2 separate regions of the Gasterosteus aculeatus genome follow, and region 1 is linked to region 2. A link is a contact called in public Hi-C data. All regions are on one chromosome and are shown on one strand. Each heading gives the region's core, a stretch centred on a gene start, on an enhancer-like site or on the middle of the called end of the contact. The rest is flanking DNA. Distances are from core to core; before and after follow the strand shown.

Region 1 (3,264 bases), core at 407-2,906, 44 kb after region 2:
TCTCTTGTGACAACAGCACGAGAAACCATCTGAATAAAGGCAAGAAGTTGCTTTACCACGCCTAGGAAGGGAGGCTGTCACCGACACACAGCTCCCATGGTAACGTGGACACCGCTCAACAGAATTAACACAAACATTAAGCATCCAATGACAAACATTTATGACAACGAATAGTGTGTTCAATTTTTGCCATTAAACTTATTTTAAAGTGTAGCCTAGAGATTAACACTAGCGCAGAATAAACACTCAAATTAACGCACTCAAATGAACACCACTAAAACAGTTTCCATTTGCTGGTTTAAAGTCTTACTATGTTGAACCAAAAGGGGAAAGAAAAAGGTGGGATTTGGGTAAACGGACACTAATGAGCTCCATACTTTCAGAGAACCACAAACATGTAAATACAGGCAATATAAATCAGGTTTATCTAAACAGACAAATCTCAAATACTGCAGTACCCTTTAACATCATGCTCCACAGGGACAAAAGAAGTCATTAGAAAAACAGCATGAAGAGGCACAGAAAAATAGGTCATGTCTTGTTCTTCAATGGTAACGTGACTGTAGTCACCTGTATAATCACTTCACCTGCTCCTCCACAGGAAGCAGAACCACCATCTTTCAGCCTCACCAAATGACCAGATGTTTTTTCACTTGAACTGAATGTTTAAGCTGCAGTCTTAGTGTGTGTCTGTGTTGTGTTATTGTAGTAAAGTAACATGATCTCACCATTTGAGTTTAACGTCTAAGTGGCCAAATTGTAATCACCTTCTAAGGTTTAGCAATTTATGACTGCAGTGAACCACATGTCAGTGTCAAAACTGCATAAAAATGTCCAACAATCACCTCAACGGGGCTTAAAATATCATTTGAGTTTCAGAATGACACTGAATAAAGACACAAAACGTGTGTGTCTAAAGGAAGAAGCCTCTCGAAGAAAACTGAATGTTCTGATCTAAAAACAGAGCATGCTATAGCATTCCCGTGTCCCAGAGACTTGTAATTAGTGTAATGAGATCAAATGGGTAACAAATGTGACCAATGAACCTGACAGCTATTGTGGATAAAGTAGCACCATCTAGTGTTCTGTCTGTGAACTGCTTTAACATGCGCAACACGCCAAATGCATTGCCCTGTGGTAAGGAGTGGTTGAGCCATTCATATTCAAATATAGACATAGTAAAATGCGCAGCAGAAGTTTGGTCACTTACCATCTAAATACCAAATGTTTAAAACATGAACCAAGAAGAAGGGATGGTATAATTGACTCAATATTGCCATCAAGTGGAGGGGGAGAGGCAAACATCAAACCGGTATGTTGGGTCTTTTTTATGTAATACAAAACATGTTCACATAATACCTGCAAGTTTAGGGGCCATTGGATCCTCTGAAACGTGGACAGGGCCGTCTTTGTACTCCCCAAATTTCTCAGGCTGCTCTGGTGTAGCGAGGGATGGAGGCACCACCTCCACAACCTGCTTTACCTCCACAAAGGCCTGAGGGCCCCCAGGCAGAGGCTTGGAGTTGTGGAAGAGGCTAGCCCAAGATTTGGGGGGGTTTGCAGCAGGTGCAGCTGGAATCACAGGCGAGGGGGCCTGCTCAGACGCCGCCGACTGGGCAGCAGAGTCTGGGGAGGCCCGCTGAGCCTGCTCCCCGCCCTCGCAGTCCCCCTGGTGTTCCTCTGCACCAACGGCGGCGTCTGGCTCTGCTAGCCGATTGGCCACCCCACTGTCCGCAAACTCGCTCTCCTCCAGTTCAGTAGTCGTGATGCAAGTGGCGACAGAGGGCGCGGCCACGGCAGCTGAAGGAGGAAGAGGGGATTTGGAGGGCGGGCTGTGTGGAGTATCTGAAAGTTCGGGGCTCTGGGGAGCCAAAAGATCTGGCTGCTGATCTGCAGTCCTCGGCCCCTCTGTCGTCTCTCTGCTTTGAGAGGAGGATGAAGAGCAGGAAGTTGCATTGTTGCCGTCCGATAAAGAGGCAGCTCCACTTGTGAAGTCCAAAGAAGAGTCATCAGGGCTATCACAAGTCCTCTGATTGGCAGTGGCTGTAGGGGCAAACTTGGCTGCCGCGACGGGAGCTGCCGGTGCGGCCGTGGAGACCGGTCCGGGTGTCGAGAGTTCTCCCCCCGGCGATGCCTTGCCGTCCACATCTTCAGCCCCGTGGTGGGGGCCGCCCATCGCATGTCCGTTCACCAGGGCCCCCATAGGCGTCCCGTCCGCCGCGCTGCTGCTGCTGTTGCCAGTAAATGGATCCAGGTAGTTGTAATAACCCGGCGGACGCTTTTTCTTTTTCTTCCTCTCTCGCTGCCCCAAGCTGCCAGGGAGTCCGTCCATATCCTGGCAGGACTGATTGTCCAGGGCCGAGGCCTCCATGTCAGGACCATCCAGTGAGTTGAAGTGGGCCCCATCGGGGACATCGTCCTCTTGGGGAGATGACGGTTGGGCCTTCTGTGCAGACTGGCAGCCCAGGATGAATTCTGGAGCTTGGGGGTTGAGGGTGCTCGACACCTTGAACAAAGGATCGTTCAGCCCAACAGGCTTGGAATCCATCACCTCGTCAACGCCAAACTCAATGCGCTGATAGTCTTCTGCGGCAGATAACATTGCAATCAGTTAGAAACAAAAAGGGGTTGCATTTCAAATACGGCCTCAATATGAAAATCATGTTGCATTTTACGCTCTGCTGAAGAGTTGGTTTTACACCCTCGAGCCACACGATCAGACATTCCAATAGAATTAAACAAATCCTGCTGGACCGGTCTTTAGCCCAAACAACTATTGTTGGGTCTATTCTCAACCACATTCCATCTGCGCTTACGGGGATCCCAGGAGTCGAGAAATGGGTGATTCAACAGGTGCACTGAGGCAGAGGGGGTAATATGATCTTGGGTATTGTCAGTTATCCTAATCCAGACTTGCTAAACTGAGACAAGTGTAAGTGTATAATCGGCACAGACTTTATAAGCATTTGTTTTCATGTGCCATTAGTATATTTTGGTATTCATTTAAGATGCAAGTGTTTTGTGTAATCAGATCTAATCATATGGTTGGCGGTTAACTAATCCGTTCATGTATCGAAAAATGTAAATGTTTAATATTCAAACTAGGTGGTTGTCATTCTACGTTCCTATAGTGGGCTACTATGCAGTTCTTGCCAATTCTAAAAGAGCAACTTCTCGTGTGGCATTTTGTACTGTTGCATCAAGCCTTCATAAAAAAAGGACGTGAATGAGCATTTGTAGATCAGCCAATAGTAACGCCATGTT
Region 2 (3,040 bases), core at 43-2,542:
ATTGGAATAAACAAGTTGTTGGATCTTGGTCTCCGTCTCTCTCAAAATGCCTCCCAGACCCGGAGGTGTCCTTGACAGGCCCTCTCCTGGTGAGCAAGCCTCCATGATGAATGGCCACCTTTCCACTCTTTATCGCTCCACTAAATCATGCGCCTACTATGCTTTTATGACCAATTTTCGCTGCTTTGTTTGACTCTTCTCCCATTTATGAATGAAACTCCAAAGGCTTCCTTTTCGTGTACTGTACAACATGCTAATCTTTGATGGTTTATAATGGCATAGATACTCGGGTGGGGATTTTACATCTAACTTTATTATTATCTTTAATTAGAAAATTCTCTCTTATAAAGAGCAGCTATTTCCATTCATTTACTAAGCTGCACACACCACACTACTGTCTTTAATTTCCATTGTAATTCTGGAAAAGGATAAATTATTTATGTGAGTGAGGGTCACATTTGGAGCTGGTCAGTGCGCAGAGATTCCCTGTCAGACAGTATGTCTGTAGATATGGGAAAGAGCCTCAGTAGATACTGAAGGTTGTTTTCTCTGGAGCTGTGATGGATTACTGGATTTTGCTTAGTTCATGAATGTCCTGTACATTTTGTGTACCTCTTCTATTTTTTAAACTGCATTCTGTGATAAATGCAAGATAGCAAACTGTTTGGACAGTGTTAAAAAAACAAAAACAAAACAAAGTTAAAATATGAGTTTGCTTGTAGGTGTATTTCAAAGTGCAGCGGTGTGCCGTTAGCTTTTATAAAATTTCATGTATTGAAAAAATTGTATAAAAGTCAATCACAACTCCACATAATGAAACTCGGGTCAAACAGGTTTCCTGGGTTTTCCGCATGCCCTGCATTTTAACCCAAATGCAGGTATGCTGTGAAATGTATTAAACTATGAAAGACAAAGAATCATAATCATGGCAACACATCTGTTATATATTTGATTTATTCCAAACGCATAACTGAATATTATATATGGAATATTTTAGGTTTATTAAAAATAAAAATATATATCGATGCTGAGACTTTTGGTTTTGAAGAGTACGCAAAAACAGTTAAGTCAAACCCACAAATATATTTCAAGTAGATTATACCTTTGAAAAGCAAAATACAAATACCTTGGTGATGCAGTTCTTTATTCCGCTTTGACTCTTGCACGGGGTTCAAAGTGAGGCAGGTTGGGCCAGATGTGTTGTACTCTCTCTCCCCCTAGTGGTCAGATGCATCCTGTATTGTCATTTGTCCTGAATGACGTTGTGTGTGACTCGTTTCCTCATGCGCAGGGAATCGATTAAAACAGATGGACGGAATTAACAGCAACACTTGTTGTAATCGACTTATATATAAGTATTATATTCAGTTAAAACAATCTCTGCAGAGAGCACCAATGAATTGTTTAAGAGTTTAAAAAATTTGTAGTGTATAGTCATGGTGTGTTGTTCATGACATTAGGGCACAAAATATATGTTTTATTTTGAAGGTGATGATATACACAAAAAGCCGACAATTGATATGCATGGTTCATGACTCTAATATATATTCTCAAAGAACACAGGGGCCCATTCTGAAGTCATCATGCCTTTTGAGGTTTTGATGATCCATCAATCACCTAAACAAAGCTTGAATGTGCGAGCCACTGCCACGGGAGGTCTGACCTGCGGCCTAGCGTGACATTCAAGGAAGGAGTGCTGCTCACCCAGGAAATCCTATTATACCAAAGTATGATGGATATCAGGGCTGGGAAAGCTCATATGTGGTCTGACATATAATTTGTAAAAAGAAGAAAAAAAAGAAATGTATGACCACGATCACCTTTAGTCCTGTTTCTCACTTTCTCAGCACTCTGTTCCAATATCTCATATTCCTTAGACCTAGGACACAATGTACTTCTCTATTGTCTTTCTATATGAAGTTATGATTTCCTCAAAGATATTGAATTGGCAATTTTGGTCTTCAGTCAGTTTTGTTTATCTGTCTCTGAACTTCTATAATAAATCATATAGTATAGCATTCATTTTTTTCATTATATTCTGATTCATCGTAATCTTATATTCTATCAAATTATAAATACAATTTAGTTGAGTTGAATTAGGCCATTTCATTGCCACTTTAAATTAAGATTTACCAACAAATCCATGGCAACTGCAAGGCAAATGTGTTTTAATCTCTTAATTCAATCTAACTGATCTTTGACCACAGAAAGCATTTTCCTTGTTAAATTGTAATCCCTTACTGCCTCAACTCCCCATAAATATCCAATTTACATACATTATAGACAGTATGAGCATCAGCTACTGCGCCATGAATGTGCATTTGACGGTCAGTGCTTTTAAGAAAGACAATCCTGCAGCAATCAAACACTAGCAGGTTGCAATTTAGAGCAACATGGAAGGAGACTGAATTCAAACAGAGTGCTCAATGAAAAATTAGCCAGAGGAGAGCAGTGGGCTTTAGCGTGCCGCTGACCTCTAATAGCTTTAATTAAATGGGGAGTTTCCGTTTCCTCTTGAGTAATAAGTAGCCGTGGCCTGTGGCACTGGCAGCCACATAGAGCAGTGATATCTCCACCTACAACCCCGCTTCCATTATCATCATCATCACCGCTGCTCCGGCCAGACCAACCAAACCGTGCCAAGCTGATTCCTAAGGCGCCGTAAATTCGAAACAGCACCTTCCTGCAAAGTTCTAGCCATGTGCAAGGTTGTTTCTGTTCGCAGAGGTGAAATGATGTTCATTATGTACCTTCACCTTGGTGAAAGGGGTCGTGGATGATCATCTCTGTCAAGGTGTCTTTCTGTTCTCAACAAAGCTGATGTTCTCTCAGCTGTGTGATCTGTGTCAGCTGCTCATTAGATTAGACTCAACAGCATTTACTTATTCATTAGCAGTCAAATAAAAAGGTGCCCGCATCTTAAAGGTTAGAGAGAATCCCAATAGCTTACAATGCTAATGTCTATCACTCGCCTCCTACGCAAACTTTCTCCACAGGCATTTTCACTATCTTATTTAGTTTCTAGTGTTTTTTAATTGAC

Evidence for each region. Hi-C and Micro-C count contacts between places; a contact is called where the count stands out from the background.
Region 1: a Hi-C map of whole body shows a contact between it and region 2, with 4 times the contacts expected there. The contact joins two enhancer-like sites. A contact is called at or near these places in 3 of 6 Hi-C or Micro-C datasets (skeletal muscle and whole body).

What each region holds. Positions count from the first base shown.
Region 1 is chr12:12,606,250-12,609,513 of fGasAcu3.hap1.1, forward strand. It overlaps usp10 (ubiquitin specific peptidase 10), which reads right to left. Exons shown (of 14, transcript XM_040196096.2): 4 at 1,360-2,586. Among protein-coding and RNA genes, the nearest start is that of marveld3, 4.5 kb to the right of the region's middle. Within about 2 kb of position 1,657, at least 3 of the 9 cell types and tissues checked have open chromatin away from gene starts, as enhancers often do.
Region 2 is chr12:12,562,204-12,565,243 of fGasAcu3.hap1.1, forward strand. No RefSeq gene overlaps it. Among protein-coding and RNA genes, the nearest start is that of crispld2, 29 kb to the right of the region's middle. Within about 2 kb of position 1,293, at least 1 of the 9 cell types and tissues checked has open chromatin away from gene starts, as enhancers often do.